Linked DNA regions of Rattus norvegicus: all the other regions are linked to region 2. A link is a contact called in public Hi-C data. All regions are on one chromosome and are shown on one strand. Each heading gives the region's core, a stretch centred on a gene start, on an enhancer-like site or on the middle of the called end of the contact. The rest is flanking DNA. Distances are from core to core; before and after follow the strand shown.

Region 1 (3,167 bases), core at 629-3,128, 140 kb before region 2:
AGGCTGAAAGATGAAACATGACTTTTACCACCAACATAACCAGGTCGACCTCCCAGGGTATCAGCATCCCACTAAAGCTTGGGTGCATGCATTGTTTTCCATTTAATGAAAGAAAAAATATTTCCTGGCTTTCCAATAGGAAAGCCAACTTCCAGAGAGCTAAGCATCCTGTTACTCCAGCAACGGCAAGCCATGACCTGAGTTCCGAGCTGGGATCTGGTAACTCTTTGGGAAACATCTTTGAAGCATCCATAAATGACCGTCATCCATAAATGGGATACTGGAAATCAGAATCCCTGGATACCATGGATTCTTCATTTTTATCTCCCTCATGCTCTACCTCTGAACTCCCTTTCCAATAAATAAATAAATAAATAAATAAATAAATAAATAAATAAAAGCTGACAACAGAAAAAGAATTACAACAGTTTTTGTAAAAATTCACCTTGCCTCCCCCCCATAAAATATGGGTTTAAGATGAAATCTGTCTTTCACTTGAGAGAAGAGGACAAGAGACAATAAAAAGGATATAGGCTTAAATGAGGAGAAGTCTTTACATCATCATTTAGTTTTCCATTTTAATTAAACTTGAATTCCAAATGATGGCGAGTTTATTAACAAGATAATTCTTTGTAAGTCAGTGCCACACAGGTTCTTGAAGAGTTTTATGGTTTGTCAATATCAAACGGCAGAGAGTAATCTAAGAATTTAGTGAGCCAATAAAATGAAAGGCAGTCATAGTACACCCACAGTCACCGAGAACTCCCTGGGGGGCTAAGGTTTCTTTCAACACTACCAATTAAGGCAAGAGCTCCGGCACTGAATTTTCCATTTGTACCTCAGTTCCCCTGATCCCTCTTTCCAACTGACACATATTCACCTATGTTCAGGCATGCATGTGAGCGCTGTGTACTGGGAGAGATGGAATTCAGGTTGTTTTTACAACTGGAAAATGTCTACACATTGCATACACATAGGAGCACATCAGATGGTTGAAATAAATCGCAAATCACCAAGACTTACTCTTTACTTATGTGCTCTGTGTACTTCAAATAAGCATGCTTACTGCAGTGCTGTCTTCAAGATGGTCTCTACCTGAAGACTACAGCCCCTATGAAGAGACAATGCAAAGATTCAATACTCTCTGTCATGACAAATGTCCCATTTAGGTCACGCTTGCGTGAGCTTGCATGCAATGGTGTGCATATAAGACAAAGCTAGATACACAGCAAAATGGACTGAGGGGAAATGCTTAAGAAGTGAACGCATGATCACTTGAAAATTCAGGACAATGCAACCCAACACAAGCTCTCCTTGGGATGCTTTATATCAAGGAACTAAAAACACAACAGAATTCACTACATTCCTGAGTAAAATTTAACATCGCGGTGGCAGATAGCTCTCAGTTTAAGAATAGCCATTCAAGATGTTAGGATAATCGTTTATTTTCTCTACCACTATATTATTTTAATTCAATATTTATGGGGGGAAAGGATATTGAGCCAAATAGTATAACTCAAACTTCTAATTCCTCAGACCAGGAAGTATTTCTGTCAAACAGGAAATGAGCACCTCACAAAGCTATTCCCTACAGTGAACCAGAAACTGGCCTGCCTTCGATACACTTTACCACAAAAACCAGCACTGGAAATGTGCATGCTCACACAACATGAGCTTCCATATCGCACCAACACCCTTTCACACAATACAAGCATGCATTTATTTATGACATAAGCTTTCATATAGCACCAACATCCCTTCACATCACAGAAGCGCGCGCGCGCGCACACACGCGCGCGTGCACACACACACACACACACACACACACACACACACACACTGTTATAGCTACAGTTTTGAACCAAGTTAAATGACGTCTAGTCCAAAGTCACCACAGGCCATGACATAAAGACCAAATGCAGAGGGCCTTGAGGGTTGAATAAACCCATTGTCCCTTTTCAAACAAGAAAGCTGTATTCACATGAAACCAGAGTAAAAGTTAGAATAGAATAAAGCCTGAAAATTCAGAAGCCAGTCAGAAGCAACTGAAACCCACTCACATTTTTACTGGACAGTTTCTGAGCTTTGTACTACACTTCGCTTCCATCACAAAATGAAAATATGGGGCCGGTGAAAATGCCCGAGGATAAGAGTCTGCTGTAAGAAGAACTGAGGATAGCACTCTGCTGTAAGAAACCCTGTTTTCTCTTTTTATTTTGTCCTGTTTAAACCACTTCACATATTTAAAGACGTAAAGAACAAACTGAAGAGTTCGACCTGCTAAGTATTCTTATCATTTTTAAGAATTATTGTTATTTTATTTCATTATGTGTATGTGTCTGTACTAGTGGATGCTATATGTGTGTGGGTGACCTCAGAGGCTACAAGAGGGTATTGGATGCCCTGGAACTAGAGTTACCGGTAGTTGTAAGATACCTGGATGCTGAAAGCTGAGCGTGAGTCCTCCAGAAGAACAGAAAGCACTCAACCACTGAGCCATCTCTCCAGCCCCCCAAGCATTTGATTTTATGCTCTGCTTAAAGATACAAATCAAAGGTAGGCATGGCAGCACACATCTTTAATCTCAGCACTTAGAAAGCAGAGGCAGGCAGATCTGAGGCCAGCCTGGTTTACAGAGTGAGTTCCAGGACAGCCAGGGCTACACAGAGGAAGACACTCCATCTCGAAAAACATAGAAGGTGAGTCAAATTAGAATAATGTACATATTACTGCTTCATATGATTTATTAATCAACTACATATAAACTGCCCTATTTAACGCCTGTAAAGAACATGTCAAGTCTGTACCATAGATGAGATATTATATTTTCTCACTGGCCAACGGCTCTGTTCACCACCCTCACACTGTTACAGAAATCTCAACTAATACATCCCACACCCTGCATAAATCTAAAAGCTAATTCTCTGCCCTCTTTGCATAAGGGGACTTTGCATAAGGGTACCACCAGTGTACCTCTCAGAGGGGAAACTGCAGAAGAAAACTATAACTGGCGTAGGCTAGATTTGATCTCACTAATAAGGACACCATCTAAGTGTCCACTTTAGGGGAAAATCAGTGATTTACTTCCAGGCTGTCTCCTGAGGCTGAAGCGAGGCTTTCAGCACGGCATTCAGCACTTGACACACAAGAAGACAGTATCCTCTCTA
Region 2 (2,976 bases), core at 146-2,645:
TGGACGGCGAGGAGGAGGCGGCCGGGGTGGCCGCGCTGGGAGTCCGCACCTTGTAGACGGCCGCGGGCTCCCCCAGGGGCAGCAGGGCGGCCTGCTCCGGAGAGAACGATGCAGCCGCCTTACCGCCGCCCGCCGGGACGAACTTGGCGTGGGGCTTGCCGACCGAGCTGCCCGCCACCTTGGGGCCGCAGCTCTTCTTGGGCGCGGGCTTGGAGCTGCCGCCCGCGCCACCCCCCGCGTGGCCGCTTCCCGCGTGGCCGCTGCCGCCGGCGACCTTGTCGCCCTTCTCCCCAGGTTTGGCTGTGGCCGCCGATCCCGCGCCCGTGTTGCCCGACTTCACCTTCTTTCGCGGCCGGTACTTGTAGTCAGGGTAGTCAGCCATGTGCTTGAGGCGCAGCCGCTCCGCCTCCTGGATGAACGGGATCTTGTCGCTGTCCTTGAGCAGCTTCCAGCGTTTGCCCAGCCGCTTGGAGATCTCGGCGTTGTGCATGTCGGGCGACTGCTCCATGATCTTGCGCCGCTCGATCTGCGACCACACCATAAAGGCGTTCATGGGCCGCTTGATGTGGCCACTGGGCGTCTTGCACCAGCTAGGGTCGTCCGCCTTGCCACCCGTGGACGCCGTGGAGCCGGGCGTCGGGGAGGACGCGATGCCCAGCTCCAGGCCGGCGCCCGAGTCTGAGCTCTCCCCAGCCAGCAAAGCCTCCGTGTTCTCCGCGTTGTTGGTCTGTTGTACCATGGCCCCGGCTTGCCGGGCGCCCACGCGCGCTCACACGCTCGCGGCGCGGTCGCCGGGCCCTGCGGGCTCCCCGGGGCGGAGACCAGGGTCCCCTGAGCAGCGCGCGGGCCAGGGGCGGCCGCCTCCCGCCGCCAACCTAGAGTCTCCGAGGCCCTCCGTCCTCCCTCACCGCTGAAGTTCTCCCTGCGGGCACCGAGGCTGGAGTCGGCCGCGGCGAGGAGTTTCTCCAAACGTTGGTAGCCGGAGTATCTTCCAAACGCAAGTTTCTCGCCGCCTCCGGGGCAAGTCTTTCCCCCACCCCTTTCCCCTGAAGCAGTCGATTGCAGTTCACGAGAGCTCGCGGTAGCTCAGGAAAGCGACATCGTCTCTAGCGCCTAAGTCCCTTTCCTGCAGAGCAAAGCCAAAGCGACTCTGGCTCCGGGACTCTCTGTGGGCGGAATCGGTGCTGAGGAGTTGGTGCAATTATTTTGTTGCAAGGTAGGAAGCCAAGAAGCTTGCATGCAACAGACCGGCATGAATAAATGTATGTTTCTCCCTCCCTCCTGCAAGAAGGAGAGCTGGTTACCGGCAGAGTTCCCCCACTGCAGACTCTCTAAGAAACAGCGTGCAAGAACTGGAAACCGGGAGGGAGACGGCCCTCTTTCCCTCACTCTGTTTCTCTGGCTGCAGCTTAGAGCAGACCCCAATTCCGCCTCGCGCTTCTTTATCCTTTCGCAGACAGCCAATCAGCCGCTGTAACTAACGCTTCCTCGTGCCAAGCCCCTCCCCCGTCCTTCCCATTGGCTTGGAACCCGATGCAATAATAATCTCCGCGTGCAATGAGAAGCTCCAAATCTGACCTCATTCCAATTTACAGAGCAAACTTTTTAAAAGGGCTAGAAGTACAGCTGAGATTTCTGCTGCCTCTTTTCCCCCCTTTTGCTGGGCGCGCGCGCGCGCGTGCGTGCCTGTGTGTGTGTGTGTGTGTGTGTGTGTGTGTGTGTGTGTGTGCGCGCGCGCGCGCGTGTGTGAAGAGGATGTTAATGCATGAAGTTATTAAGGGGAGAGACGGAAATGTATTCTAGCCATTATGTTAGATAACAAGGGGCTTGGAGGGGGGGTAAGGGTGAAATACTGTAAATGGAAGCTTTCTGCTTAAAAGCCGAGTGATTATTTTTATTAGTTCTTTTCAGCCCAGGAATAAAGAATCAGCCTTTGGTGCAAAATCTCTTTTCTTAGCTCCTTCTTAAAGCTAGAGATGTAAGTGGGGGGAGCCACAATAATAAATCAATGGATATTGAAAACCATTAAGAAAGTGGCACCTAGACACCTGTCATCACAATTATTTTAACAACTCCATGTTCAGAACAGACGTTGGTGTATTGTGTAAATCCCTTCAGGATGCTATCTGTGCTGTTTGTGAAAGGCAGTTTTTCCCCCTTTTCAGTAATTGCTTACTCTTTTTGCCAAACAGAGGTTAACTAGTTATTTAATGATTTCAGCTCCCCTATAAATCCTGGGTAGGCCAAACAAGATTTTCTGTGGAAAGCCAAGGCAGTGGCCCATAATTACCTCAATAAGAGACTTTGTATGATTTTTGTATAGGGCGATCATGGTGAATACAGGATGGGATTGACTTCACTTTCTAAATGTTTGTTTTCCACAATTTCCAAAGGATAGATGGGTTCCTTTGACCCACCTCCTTGTTTTCTTACTCATTTTATCTGCAGCCTGTGCTACTTGAAGCAAATGGGCCTAGAAGACTAAGGAAAAGAGAAGGGGGTGGCAAAGGAGAGTGGAGCTGCTGCACCTACCTCAAGCCCCACCCCTGATCTTTCTTTCCAAATCTCAATTGTCCACCTCTTCTGTGCTTCGGGAACCCCATGGGCTTGTGTTAGTGGCTGGTGAGTGTGTGATTATAAACCACTGATGTGTGTCCTGAGCCCTCTGTGGATTCTAACCTGAGTTCCTTCCTAATGCAAATGCCACTTCTAGTAAAAGCGGCATGACATTCAAGAGACTAAGAAGGAAGATGGGTACTGATGGTGAAACATAATCAAAATCCTGTCGGCTGGTCCCCGTTTGTTACCTCAGTACTTGGGAGGTGCCATCAGGAAGATCGGGAGTTCAAGGTCATCCACTGATACTTAAGAATTCCAGGGGGGCTGGGGATTTAGCTCAGTGGTAGAACGCTTACCTAGGAAGCGCAAGGCCCTGGGTTCGGTCCCCAGCTCCGAAAAAAAGAACCAAAAAAAAAA
Region 3 (3,101 bases), core at 382-2,881, 190 kb before region 2:
TGAAATCTTAATGACTGAAGTGACAGCTAGTGGTCTGGAGAGAGAACTCAGCTGGTTAAGTGCTTCCTGTGCAAACATGAAGACCTGAGTTCTATCCCAACTTACAAGAAAAAAGCCAGGCATGGTGACAGTCATCTGGACGGTGGGGAGAAGGAGATAGGAGGATTCCTAGAGTGGGCTGCCCTGCTCATCTTGCTGAAGCAATGAGGAGCTCCAGTTGACTGTTCCGTGTTCAGTGGGACCCACTACCTCATAAATAAAGACATTGCCATGTGGCTAAAATCTGGCAGTGCTCGGCAGAGACTGAATTTTGTTTCCAGCAACTATGTCTGACTCTCACCCCAGGGAATTTGACATCTCTGGCCTCTGTGGGCACTGCACTTCAGTGTACAAACCCACACTCGTACTTACACATGTATACATAATATAAAAAAATAAAAATGAATATTAAATCTAAAGAGTAATAATATATAAAGAAACTAAAACAGAGGAAGACACCGATAATCAATCTGTGGCCTGTATGTGCACTCACATATACCTGAACTCATATACATGCATACACCATACACCAACACACACACACACACACACACACACACACACACACACACACAACGACAACAAGAAGCCTCTATTACTAATGACCCATTAATAAGTAATGTAGGCTGGAGTTTGAGAGAGCCTGTGTTTAGCATACACAAAGCCCTGGGTTTTCCAGAACCAAAAATAAGGAAATGTTACTAACTGGCCTTTTAAATTCTACCATTCCAAGACCCCAGACTTTGTCACGCTCTCACACAAGAGGGTGACAGTTGCTTTGCTTTCTACAACAGGGCTAAGGATGCTTTTTTAAGTAGTTCAAGCCACAAGCAGGGTATTAACAGAAGGAAAATACTGAAGCGGGTAACAGAACTGGTTAACCGTGCCCTAAGGCCTCTACCATTAGTGAATTTTAGAGATGTCTTAACTCACTACTCATAATTGTCCCTGAAAAAAAAAAATATATTCTCTCATGTCAAGTGGAGGAAGAAACAGAGTTCAGGTTTAATAGAAGGCAAAGGGGAAGGGTGAAGGCGAGAGCAGGAGTTCACAGTAAAGCCAGAGCAGAGGGGGAGCCAGGCACACACTTTATGAGCTCAGACAAGACAGAGGAAAACCCTTCCCTCTGCAGCCTTCTCCTTGCTATCTGCCCTCACCCCCAGGTCTGAAGTAAACCTGAGCCAGGAGCCTCCTGGTGCTGCAACCCTCCTGTACTTAGAGCCTCAGACTCAGCCAGCAGCTTTTGGAGCCTCAAGGTCATAGCTAGGGTTGGTACACACACACACACACACACACACACACGAAAATAGGTTGGGAAGCAAGAATAAAGGAAAGAGTTGCTTGGCAAACTAATATCCATGGAGAATTAGCTTCTGAAAGTCTGAGCAAACAGTTCACACCATAAAACAGCTGCTGCTAACCATCTGCAGGTCCTAATCAACACACACACACACACACACACACACACACACACACACACACACACACTTCTGTCCTGTGGGGCCCTGGCTCTTAGCTATTTCCTGTCCCCTTCAACCCCCTAAGCATTCTTGGTCAAAGACTAAGTCACAAACTTACAGGCATTTACAGTGCTTTCCTAGAGTGGATTCTGTCCAAGATGTCATGACAGTAATGGAAAAGAGCATGTAGGCCTTCCAGTTCTGGCGTCTGCTCACCACTTGCAAAAACTGTCTCCCCTACCTTACTCACTGGTTCCTTCAGGTCCAGTCGGTGAACTGGACCAAATCAAATCATTTCTAGAATCACTGTATCACATTTTATTTAGTCTTTCTGTTTCTTTCCCCAGCCTCAAACTAATGGCTCTATGCCAAAGGGGGTGGTGGGGGGAGAAGAAGTTGCTGTTTGAGAAAGTATCGGCATGCCTGGCTCCTGCCAAAGTTTACAGCATAGTTCTATCCTGAGCCACAGCGAGGATGGGCCGTTGTGGGGGAGGGAAGTGGAGCCAGGCAGCTGTTTTTTCAATAAACTCTAGCAGAAACCCTCCCACTTCCTGCACTGGCTTCAGCGACCCCAGCAGAGAGGAGGCAGCCAGCGAGATCTTATTCCTCCAAGACTCAGGCTACTGCCTCCCTGACTCTGACCCTCCTCCACAACTGACCAAGGTCCCTTTCTGATCCGCCCCTCAACCTCAGGAGGGCAGCCAGAGGGTTTGTCCCAGCTCCTTTGAATGTTTATTCCTGGTCCCCTGCTCCCAGGAGAGATTCACCTCCTCTCCCTAACCTTAGCCCTCCCCATGCTCCACCCTCCAGCCCGGGTGTCCTAGCTCTGAGGCACACCAGGCATCAGTGCAAAGGCAGGGAAGGGAGTGCATTTCTCATCCCACACCTTCCAAGAAAGGGCTGGCCTTCCTCTCTGCAGCTGTGGTCAACAGTCCCAGGGCTCCTCAGACCAGCCTTTCCTCAGTCAAAGCCTCTGGGTTCAGTCTCCTTTCTGGAGTGGAAAGGGGGGCAAGAACATGAGAAGGCATGAAAAAGCTGCTGCACCCACCAGCACGAGGCCGCTCAGTCAGCCCAAAAGCTCTAATTTGTTAACCTAGAAACCCCTGGGGCATTGCAATCAAAGAGGGCCCCACCCAGCAGCACCTCTGATTACTTTTTTCCCTTCTAGTGGGCAAGCAGAGAAGAGGGAAAATCAGGACAACTGTGTGCAAAACAGAACTACTCCATAACACGGACTTGGCTCTCACAAGACCCAGATTACAGACTCAACACCTCCATGTCTGTCCAGATGGAAGGGGGAAAATACAGGGTGCAACCTAGATCCAGCTGCCCAGACAGCCTGCCAACTGGAGCATCAGTACAGCCTCAAATTGCTCCTCAGGCCCCAGATGGCTTTTTCGTTCCTTCCTTTTAAAGTTCTTTAAGGTTTTCTAGTTCATATTGGTAAACTGACTCTTTCATATTCTGGCTTTAACAGTGTGCAAATCAATGCACAATGAAACCTCGGTGTGAAAGGGCCTGGCGTAAGCATAAAAGTATATACATAGTGACTGTGCATGGAAATCAACCTTTCTTTTAAAAAGTCTCAAATCTTTCTTAAAT

What was found. A called contact is a pair of places that touch in the nucleus more often than the background predicts.
Region 1: a contact with region 2 is called in a Hi-C map of Schwann cells, with 5 times the contacts expected there. The contact joins the enhancer-like site here to the promoter of Sox4 in region 2. A contact is called at or near these places in 2 of 12 Hi-C or Micro-C datasets (Schwann cells and mammary epithelial cells).
Region 3: a contact with region 2 is called in a Hi-C map of psoas muscle, with 4 times the contacts expected there. The contact joins the enhancer-like site here to the promoter of Sox4 in region 2. A contact is called at or near these places in 6 of 12 Hi-C or Micro-C datasets (the A7r5 cell line, the Rat2 cell line, Schwann cells and 3 more).

Annotation. Positions count from the first base shown.
Region 1 is chr17:36,017,197-36,020,363 of GRCr8, reverse strand. The region is part of intron 2 of LOC134482707 (a long non-coding RNA gene); the gene reads right to left. Among named protein-coding and RNA genes, the nearest start is that of Rpl29l1, 91 kb to the right of the region's middle. Within about 2 kb of position 1,878, at least 2 of the 93 cell types and tissues checked have an H3K27ac peak or open chromatin away from gene starts, as enhancers often do. A contact at or near this core is called in Schwann cells, where this site is marked.
Region 2 is chr17:35,874,717-35,877,692 of GRCr8, reverse strand. Sox4 (SRY-box transcription factor 4) reads right to left here and starts at 1,395. Exons shown (of 1, transcript NM_001271205.1): 1 at 1-1,395. The coding sequence starts at 739.
Region 3 is chr17:36,062,326-36,065,426 of GRCr8, reverse strand. All of the region lies in intron 3 of LOC134482707 (a long non-coding RNA gene), which reads right to left. Among named protein-coding and RNA genes, the nearest start is that of Rpl29l1, 140 kb to the right of the region's middle. Within about 2 kb of position 1,631, at least 22 of the 93 cell types and tissues checked have an H3K27ac peak or open chromatin away from gene starts, as enhancers often do. A contact at or near this core is called in the A7r5 cell line and Schwann cells, where this site is marked.